2 separate regions of the Mus musculus genome follow, and region 2 is linked to region 1. Evidence: chromatin contacts called from public HiChIP or PLAC-seq data. All regions are on one chromosome and are shown on one strand. Each heading gives the region's core, a stretch centred on a gene start, on an enhancer-like site or on the middle of the called end of the contact. The rest is flanking DNA. Distances are from core to core; before and after follow the strand shown. Region 1 has its middle 4.5 kb from the start of Gm30413. Region 2 overlaps Nf1 (neurofibromin 1).

Region 1 (5,061 bases), core at 836-3,335:
TGACTGACCCTGGGCCACACAGATGTCAGAGGTAAGACTTGAACCCAGACAATTCTAATTTCAGAGCCAGTGGTCTTTGATCTATGTCCCAGCCCAGGATAAGACATTAGAGGCAATGACTACAACTGTATTCTGAATCTGGGTGAACTTTATACATAGGGGAAGTCATATACATCAAAGCCTGCCACTGTCACCTGAACGGTAAGATATTCTGGAGCTTTCAGTATACAGAGAGAAGAAAGTCATACCCATGTGAATGAAGGCAATTTGAGAGTTGCTTAGGCATGGGTCTGAAGGCCAGCTCTATGGTTATCTGGCTGGTAGGCTAAAAGTGTGTGTGTGTGTGTGTGTGTGTGTGTGTGTGTGTGTGTGTGTGTGTGTGTTTCAAGTGTAGCCAAGTGGAAATTCAAAACTACAAAATATTCTGCAGTGTTTCAGCTTAGGAAGTCAAAATCCACGGGGCACTTTGAACCAGAGAACAATGGGGAATATTGCTAAGCTGCTCTGGGAGCATTAAAAGTAAACTACCAAGGACTGAGCATGGTGGCACACTCCTTTAGTCCCAGAACTCTGGAGACAGAGGCAGGCAGAGCTCTATGGGTTCGAGGACAGCCTGGTCTACATAGCAAGTTCCTAGACAGCCAGAGACACATAGAGAGACCCTGTCTCAAAAAAACAAAGTTAAATAAATAAACAGTCAGGACTAGATATGGTAGTGCTTGCCTTTAATCCTGGCTGGGAAGGAATTCTCCATGTAGAGCAGGTTTCCCTTGAACTTACAGAGGTCTACCTGCCCCTGCCTTTATGGTGTGGAGATCAAAGCTGCCCATTCCCACCCGTTTCTGTGAATGGAAATATCTCTCATGAGTGAAGATATCTAAGGACTGGAGAGATGGCTCCATGGTTAAGAGCACTGACTGCTCTTTTAGAGGACCCAGGTTTGATTTCCAGCACCCACATGGTTCTCACAACCATTTGTAGCTCCAGGTCTAGGGGACCCAATGCCCTCTTCTGGCCTCTGAGAGCACTAGACCCACACAAGGTACACAGATTAAAGATAAAGAGTAGCAAGATGGCTTAGTGGATGAAAATGCTTGCTGCCAAGCCTGGAGACATGAGTTCAATTTCCAGGACCTCTTAGAGTAAAAGAAGAGAACCAACCCCCCCAACTTGCTCCTCCCCACCCCGACCTCCACATGTGGGTCATGCCATGTATGTGTGTATGCAGAAATAAATAAATTGTGATTTTTTAAAAAATGTTTAAATGAATCCATTATTTATAAAAAGAGAAAGATGAGGGACAAGGGTGTGCCTCAATTGGCAGAGCCCTTCCCTAAATGCATCAAGTCCCAGGTTTGGTTTTTAGTGCCATATAAACCATGAGTGGTGGCACTTGCCTGTAATCCCAACACTTAAGTAGAGGCAGGAGGTTCAGAAGTTCAAGGCCATGCTTTGCTATGCAGTGAGTTACAGGACAAGCTACAATATGTAAAACAGAAAAAGAAAAAAAAAAGGTGAATATAGCCCATGCCTTTAATTCCAGCACTCGGGAGGCAGAGTCAAGTCAATCTCTGAATTTGAGGCTAGCCTGGTCTACAGAGTGAGTTCCAGGACAGCCAGGGCTACACAGAGAAACCCTGTCTCAGAAAAATAAAACCTAAAGAAAAGAAAAACGTGAAGATAAATTGAAGATGTTAAGGGGAGGCAGGGGGCACAGAACTCACTGTCCAAAGCCCTATGTTATATGATGTGCCAAAAGGAGTCTGAGGAGAAACTCTCCTTTACAAAAACAGGCATCTTCAGATCAGAAGAAAGTGACCAATAGCTCTGTGGGATTAAACTCTCCAAGTGGATGTTACTGTTTGAAGAGTGTGGCAGAACTCTGCCCAATGGAGTTTAACACAGGCAACAGTGGCAGCTGAAAGGACAGGAGGGTGGCAAATGGGGGCTGTGGTAAACAGCAGAGACTAGCATGTGAAATGATGCAGCATTAACTCCAAGTAGACCTTGAAACCACAAAACCACTAGAGAAACCACTAGGAAATGCCCAGAAACAATACATACAGTAAGGCCCAGTGTGGTTTTGCATGCCTCTAATCCCAGAACTCTGGAGGGAGATGATCAGGAGTTTCAAGGCTAGCCTGAGCTGCACAGCAAAAACCCTGTTTAAAAGAAGAAAAGGGAAAATCAAACAAGGAATCTTCTCTTTTAAGTGTGTGTGTGTGTGTGTGTGTGTGTGTGTGTGTGCGTGTGTTTATGTGTTTATGTGTTTATGTGTTCAGGAGCTCACAAATGCCAGAGGAGGGTGTCAGGTCCCCTGGAGCTGGAGTTAGGGCTGATTTTGAGCTGCCATGTGCATGCTGGGAGTGAAACCAGGGTCTTTTGTAAAGACAGAAAACATTCTTAACCTCTGAGTCATCTCTCCAGGCAAAGAGGAGGGATTCTAAAAAAAGTTTTCAAGCACATTTGGAAATGGCGAAGCTGTACTGACCTGTATGTGGGCTCCAATCGTCATGTTCAGAGCTGTCCTGAGATGGTGAGGGGATGGAGAGGAAGTAGCTGCCTGGGAAGTGGGGGGGGGGGGGATGTTTCTTACTTAGCCCTAGAGGACTAGCTAATGTTGTCAGTTCACAATGAAGGCATAGCCTTCACTCATATGACCTCTGGGACTAACCCTGACCCTTCCTGCCCAGATCTAAGAGTTCAGAAGGCCTCTTGTCCCACGCCCGAGCCTTCTGCCTTCCTTGCTTGCCATCTCTTCATTCGTACTTAACCACATGCCTAGGAAGCACAGAGCAGCTGCGGCCCTCTGATGGGTTTGTCTGGGCTGCCCAGTTGCATCCACTCCCCCACTCCCTGGGTTCATGTCAGCCCTACACACAAGCCAATGTCTGCCCTGACTGTGGTCCTAGATCTTCAGACACAGGCAAAGCGGTGAGAGAGAAGGCAGCGAGAGCAAGGGAGTTGTGGGCCCTTCTGATGTTGCCACTGCCCTGGGCTCCTGAGGTCCTGACACCCAGCACAGAGCTGCATGGTTCTCCTTAGCCACGAGGAGGAGATTACTGACTCATGCGTTCATGCATGCATGCCCTCATTTATTCGATACCATGAACTCTCTGCCAGATTCTGGAAATACAGAAATGGGAAATGGGGAGGGGCCATAAAGGATTGGGAGAAGGAAAGGGAGGGAAGGCTTTGGTTTGGATGTATTGTATGAGAGAAGAAAAAAAGAAGTGGAAACCAGGATTCTACTCACATCCAACCTCCCGGTAGACTAGAGGGCAGACACATTCTGTGTCTGTGAGTAGGTGTATGGTAGTGGTGAGTTCATCACTATTCATCAAGTGTACCAAGATGACAGACACGGCGGGAGGCTCCCAGGGGAGGGGCAGCATCTGTGATGAACCCTCGAGTGAGTAGAAGCTAGCCAAGTGACAAAGGGGAACCAGCCTGCAGGGTGGTGCATGTCCATGGTCCCAGCATTCAGGAGGGGGGGAGAAGCAGAACCAGGAGATCCAGGCCAGTCTGGGTTACATTTCAAATTGGAAAGCTTGTTTTGAGCCACTGTCTCCGAACCAGCTATATTACTTAACTTTTCTTACTGCTATGACCAAATACCTGACGAGAAGCAACCTAAGGGAGGGAGGAGTTTGTTTGGCTTACAGTTCGAGGAGATAACAGTCTGTTGTTGTGGCAGGAAGGTGTGACGACAGAAGCTGGAAACAGTTGGTCACACTGCATCGGTAGTTGGGAGGCAGAGAGTGAACAGGAAGTGGGGCCAGGCTAAAAAATGTTAAGGCCCACCCGGAGTGACCCTACTTCCTCCAGCAGAGGTCTCTATCTTGTAAAAGTTCACCAACCTTCCCAAAATGTTATCAGTGTTCTTCATGAGTCTGGGGGTAGGGTGGGGGTGGGGACACTTAGCATTCAAAGCATAACACTGAACAAAGAAACAAGAAAACAGAAGGTGGGCAGGCTATTGAAAAGGGGGGACCACTTGTTCAAAGGTTACAGGGCTGGACTGCAGCCTGCACTTCTGGGTAAATGCAGTGCCTGGATCTTGTGAGGAGAAGAGGGTTGGCAGGAAGACTGCAGAGGGATGTCAGACGGGGGCCAGGTAATGTCAGGTGGGGGACAAGTGATGATTCTTGGAAGAAAAGAAGTAAGGTGCACTGTCCTGGCAGTGGTTAGAAACATCCCAGAGATATCCCACTGTCTAGAAATGGGGGACTGGACCCCTTTCTTCCCTCTGAGATCATGGTACCTAGGGTGGTAACTTAGGCTCCCCATTCTTGCTGAGACCATGGCTAAAACCATGCTCCTCTGACAGGCTTCCTCTGCATCCCTGGCTGGTGCACACTGCTGCAGTCTTTTACCCAGTTCTTTCCCAGATCTTTCTAGAAACATGTGCATGTGTCTATCAAACATTCTCACCCAAACTTCCTCCTGATCTAGCAACTTGTGGTGTTACTTGAGAGCTGGCGGTGGCCCCCTTGGCACTGTGTCAAAGGCCTGGTGTCATGGTGCTACAGGTCTCCAGCTGCTGTGGCTGCCAGTGCTAAGTCTAACCAAAGAAGCCACTTTGCTGAACCATGCTACACTCCTCTCCGGGCCTCACCGAAGGGTCATGCCAGCACTGTGTCTCAGACGCTGGGAAGAAAAATGGTTCCTGGCTTTTCTCCGCAGATCCTTCCAGTATTTCCAATTTGCCCTCTGAAGGCTTATGCATTGCATTCGTCATTGAGTGAGGCCAAGTCCGGGCTTCCCAGGACTTAACACTGACCCTGTTTTTATCAATGCAAGCTCTCATGTCCCAGGATATCTGTCAGGCACCAGCAACCTGGGATAATGGGCCTTCCAAGGAATGCAGGAAGGAGATGGGGCAGAGCAAGAGGGGACCCTGCCTAGGGCGTCTGACTGTCCTAAAATTTCCTTAGGAAACCTGTATCTGTTGTCAAATGAGCATCCTTTCTGGGACCACCAGAAGATGTGAACCGATACTAAGACACAAGACCATCACACAAAAAAGACGGCTTACATCCCCTCCGTAGATTGGGGCTG
Region 2 (4,630 bases), core at 2,067-4,566, 340 kb after region 1:
TAGCCCCACACATGTCACGCATCTCTAACGCTGTCTTTGATCATCTCCTCCCTTTTTCTGAATGAGCACCACACTAATCTCCAGGGATCATTAGACACTTTCTCATCTCCTTAAAAAGATGACCACTTTTAATTTATATAATTTAAATTTTTATTTATTTTTATGGTGTCACTGGGACTGATCGCAGTTATCTACGCCTACCTTTATGTAGGTTTTGATGTCACCAGGTTTGCATGACCAGCACCTGCTGAGCCAAGTCTTTCACACCTCCCCTCCTTTTTATTTTGAGTCAAGTTTATTAAGTTGCCCATGGTAGCTTTGAATATTTTTGGGTTTTGCTGGTTTTCCTTTTTTTTTTAAATCTCCTCTCACAGTCCATCCCAACCACAGCTTCCCCTCCCTCCTCTCCTCAGTCTGCCCCGTACCTCCTCTTTCCCAGATCCACTGCTCCTCCATTTTCCTTCAATAAAGAGCAGCCTGAAACAGCTTCTTGTGGAGTTGAAACTGGCCTAGAACTCAATATGGAGCTGAGGACGACCTTGCCTTTATGGTCATCTTGCCTTGCTCCCATGTGCTGGGATCACAGGCTTTTATCACCACATCCATCTGAGCGCTAGGAATTGCACCTAAGCTTTCATACATCCACTAGGCAAGTACTCGGTCAACTGACCAATGCCACAGCCTCCTTGATTCTTACTAAAAGTCAAAAAAGTTGCCTATATTTTCAAAAGTGATTCCAAAATATTTGCAAAATTGAGAATATTGTTTTAAAGCAGCAAAGTGTCATGCTCTCTACATACATTTTTATTAGTAGGCCTGTGCTGGTACCAGCCAGTTGATTTCCAGCAAGCAGGATAGTGGGCTCTGACACTGGCAGTCCACAGAGCATAGCTTGACAAATATCCACCCCCAGGCAAACACTGAGGCCTTTCTGCCCCTCACGGCTGTTGCCTTCCTTTGTTTACATCTGCATCTCTGTAAGCTCACCTATGTGGATCTCATTCTCTAGTTAGTGTAGAACACACTCTTTCCTTTCCACCTCTCCTCAAGCCCCACTTCTCTTTTCTGTTCAGCTCAAACTTCCTTCTATCAGAGTCTACACTGGATTTTTAAAATATCTACATAGTTTTCCCTATATATTTGTAATTTCACGTTGGTCTTACCTTCTTTTGAATGTCACACTGTTTTTTTCCCCTCTGTTGTTTCTCTTGTGAGTGATATAGACTACATCATGCAGGCTGAATTTGTCCAAAGTGCTTAAATCCAAATATTTGCAGGTTTAGATTTCCTTCAGATTTTGCAATATTCACATTTACATACACATAAAATGAGATTTTAGGTGGATAGTGAATGCTAAACACAAAATTCGTCTGTTTCATATGTACCTTATACATATAACTGAAGGCAAAGTTGCACTTTAGTGTATCTATGGTTTGAGCATTGGGTTTGAATTGTCCACCCTGGCATCTGATGGCATTCAGAAAGTGTTTTTCAGAATAGGAATAGCCAACCTGTGTATTTTCTTTTTCTTTTTTCAACTTTTTGTTTGTTTATTTGGTTGGTTGGTTGGTTGGTTGGTGTTTTTGAGACAAGGTTTCTCTGTATAACCCTGACTGTCCTGGAACTCACTCTGTAGACTACGCTGGCCTCGAACTCAGAAATCTGCCTGCCTCTGCCTCCCAAGTGCTGGGATTAAAGGCATTCGCCACCACTGCCCAGCTTTTTTCAACTTTTTAATTGACTGTGAGTTTCAAATCATGTACCCCACAGTCCCATCTCCTCATGCCCTTGTATTTGCCCTCCACGCTTGCAAACCTCACTCCCAAAGATAATAAAAAACAAACAATAAATGAAGTAAACAAAACAAAGCATAGAAAACATCTCATCATGGAAGCTGTAGTATGTCACAGTGTGTCCCACAGTATATCCCTGTGCTTCACACATCTTCACTTGCAAATGTTCATTGCAATGAGTCATTGGTCTCTTTCTGAGGTCCCTGGCTTCTGTCACACCATCAGTATTGGATTCTCATTGGGACTCCTCCCAGACATCCCATTGTTGCCCTCTGTCATGGAGTTCCTTCAGGTCTGGACCAACAAGATTGTCCCTTTCATGAGCTCCCCCAGTTCACAGATAATAAAGATTTAGGGATGGGCCAACTCAAAGCCCTGGATCTGAGCCTAGATGATAGCTAAGCTCATCAGCATGCCAGGTCTTTTTTATCCACACCACCAGGGGCAAGCTCTCTAGCACTGCTGCAGCTAGCCCACTTAATGCTGCCGTCGTCAAGAGGCAGCGTCAGTTCTCCTGCTCGCAAGCCCTCAGAGAGGCTTATCCGTACTCACACCTCCAGAGTCAGCCCAGCTGAGGCATGGGTCCCACTCTCTCAAGTGCTGCAGATAGCAAAGGGTCAGGCCAGTTCTCACCCTCTCAGGGCGGGCCCACCTGCCTTCTCTGTGAGGGCCAGCTCTACTATATTGAGCAGGCAAGGTGCAGGGCCTGCTCTCCCAAGTGCTGCAGCTGGTGGTGGTGCCAGTTCACTCTCTGTCATGACCAGCTCTCCCAGCTGCCTCAAGTGGTGGGGGGGGGTGTCTTTTATCATTTATTCTTTTTAATCTTAAACTGTTTGTTTCATTTTAAAAATAATTTAACTTGTCATTTTATTTTTTGACAAGATTAAAAGTTTTTACATGAAGATACTTATCATAACTCAGAGATAATGGAGCATAAGGAACAGTGGGCCTGAGTTAGTCAAGCACAGCACTCTTCCGAGCTTCCTTCTGTGCCTACTTGTGCTCTTTCAGTTGTGAGCCAAGTGTGCCTGGGGAAGCGGGGGAAACTGCGGGTGAATGTGTAAGGACCAAATCAAGTCCTGAGGAATGAATGGTGTTTGAATGCCTCAGGTCCATGGCAGTGGCAAAGCTTCTCTCACACACCCCCATACACCCATGGTGGGCTGGGAAGGACTGCAGAGCCGTCCTCTCGTCCCTAGGATGTTGGCAGGGTGTACAAATATGAGTGTTTACCAACAGTTGACCAGTGTGTGCCAAAGTTGGCAATTGCAGCTCTCTTTCCCCCTGGTCGGTAAAGCTGGAGACTGCTCACTTACAGAAGTCTCCTGTCAAGACTAGGTGGCCTCGCTGTACCTAATACATTTCCTGAGGGTTAGGCTTGCTGCAGTTGTTGGTGCAGCACCATCAGAGTGCACACAGCCCACCTCCCCCCAGCTTGTCTGCTTGTGCATTTGTGTCAGCCCTTTCTTGATTCCTTCACTGCTCCAGTCAGATTTCCAGGACCCAAGCCAAGTGGACGTGGTGTATGACCTAATGTGGTTTAATCAAAACATGGAACATTAGCTTATACAGCTGAACAGCCTGGATAAATCTAACCATGGGGGAGAATTTTATCTATGACTCAGATTATAGCCAAACTCCAGACTGTCTTTTCACTTCTCAGCTCCTTCTCTTTGGGTTTTGAGGAAGACTTTTCCTTCCTATCCCAAGATAAAATTTATAATCCCTCGGCTGAGCAGTAATGATGCAGCCCTTTAATCCCAGCACTCGGGAGGCAGAGGGAGGTGGATCTCTGTGAGTTTACAAAGTGAATTCCTGCATAGTCATAGCTACAAAGAGAAACCCTGTCTTTGAAACATAATAAACAAGCAAACAAATCCCAGGGCTGTGTATTTTCTTAATTACAAACATGGAGAAAAGCTCTCAAACCCCCACAATTCGAACTATGATTTAGCCTGGGATTTAAGCCTCTGGCTTCATTGTCCTGACTTGAGTCTTTGTGTTCATTGCTGAGCCACCTTCTGTTCAAGGTCAGCTCCATGGATTGGCCTCAGCTTCTGAGCATCTTTTCCAGCCACTGGCCTCTCTGAGGAGTACCCAGTGTCTTTCACTGTCTTCTTTCTTGATAGGCAGATTTGTTGCTATTGCCATAATTTTTAAGGAGTTTGTTTCTTCTCTCTTTATCCTTATTGCTTAAAGCCTGGAAAATATAAAACAAAAAAATCCATACTTTGAAGACTTGTTTTATATCATTGTTCTCTTTAGAAAATTAATCAGAACCAGAGAGATAGCTCAGCATTAAAGGCTAAGCTCAGAACTAGAAATATGAAAAGATTAACGATAAAATTTTTCAAAGGGGTCAGTGAGATGGCCCAACAGGTGACGATGCTGTCATTATAAGCCTGACAACCTAAATCCAGTCTGCACAGCATACCTGGTAGGGAGCGAGGGGAGCTGACTCTTGCCCCCATGGGTGTGCTGTGTTGTCTTCTGGCTTCCACACGCATGCACACGCTCACACCGACATGCACACACAATTAGTAAAGGTAAACAAAAATACTTATATTCTGTACATTCAGAACATTTTAACAATCTATCCTTTTTTTGTTGCCTTCCTTAGGTTCAAAACTGGCCAGATCAATGGTGATCTGCTGATATACCATGTCTTGCTGACTTTAAAGCCATATTATGCAAAGCCATATGAAATTGTAGTGGACCTTACCCATACTGGGCCTAGCAATCGCTTTAAAACAGACTTCCTCTCTAAGTGGTTTGTTGTCTTTCCTGGCTTTGCCTATGACAACGTCTCTGCAGTCTATATCTATAACTGTAACTCC

Evidence for each region. HiChIP or PLAC-seq counts read pairs in DNA pulled down with a chosen protein or histone mark.
Region 2: a contact with region 1 is called in a FOXA1 HiChIP or PLAC-seq map of pancreatic cancer cells. The contact joins two enhancer-like sites. A contact is called at or near these places in 1 of 115 datasets of contacts at active chromatin or transcription factors (pancreatic cancer cells) and 2 of 9 other capture datasets (adipose tissue and pancreatic islet).

What each region holds. Positions count from the first base shown.
Region 1 is chr11:79,194,291-79,199,351 of GRCm38.p6, forward strand. No RefSeq gene overlaps it. Among named protein-coding and RNA genes, the nearest start is that of Gm30413, 4.5 kb to the left of the region's middle. Within about 2 kb of position 2,086, at least 71 of the 459 cell types and tissues checked have an H3K27ac peak or open chromatin away from gene starts, as enhancers often do. A contact at or near this core is called in pancreatic cancer cells, where this site is marked.
Region 2 is chr11:79,531,190-79,535,819 of GRCm38.p6, forward strand. It overlaps Nf1 (neurofibromin 1), which reads left to right. Exons shown (of 58, transcript NM_010897.2): 37 at 4,414-4,630. Among named protein-coding and RNA genes, the nearest start is that of Evi2a, 2.9 kb to the left of the region's middle. Within about 2 kb of position 3,317, at least 84 of the 459 cell types and tissues checked have an H3K27ac peak or open chromatin away from gene starts, as enhancers often do. A contact at or near this core is called in pancreatic cancer cells, where this site is marked.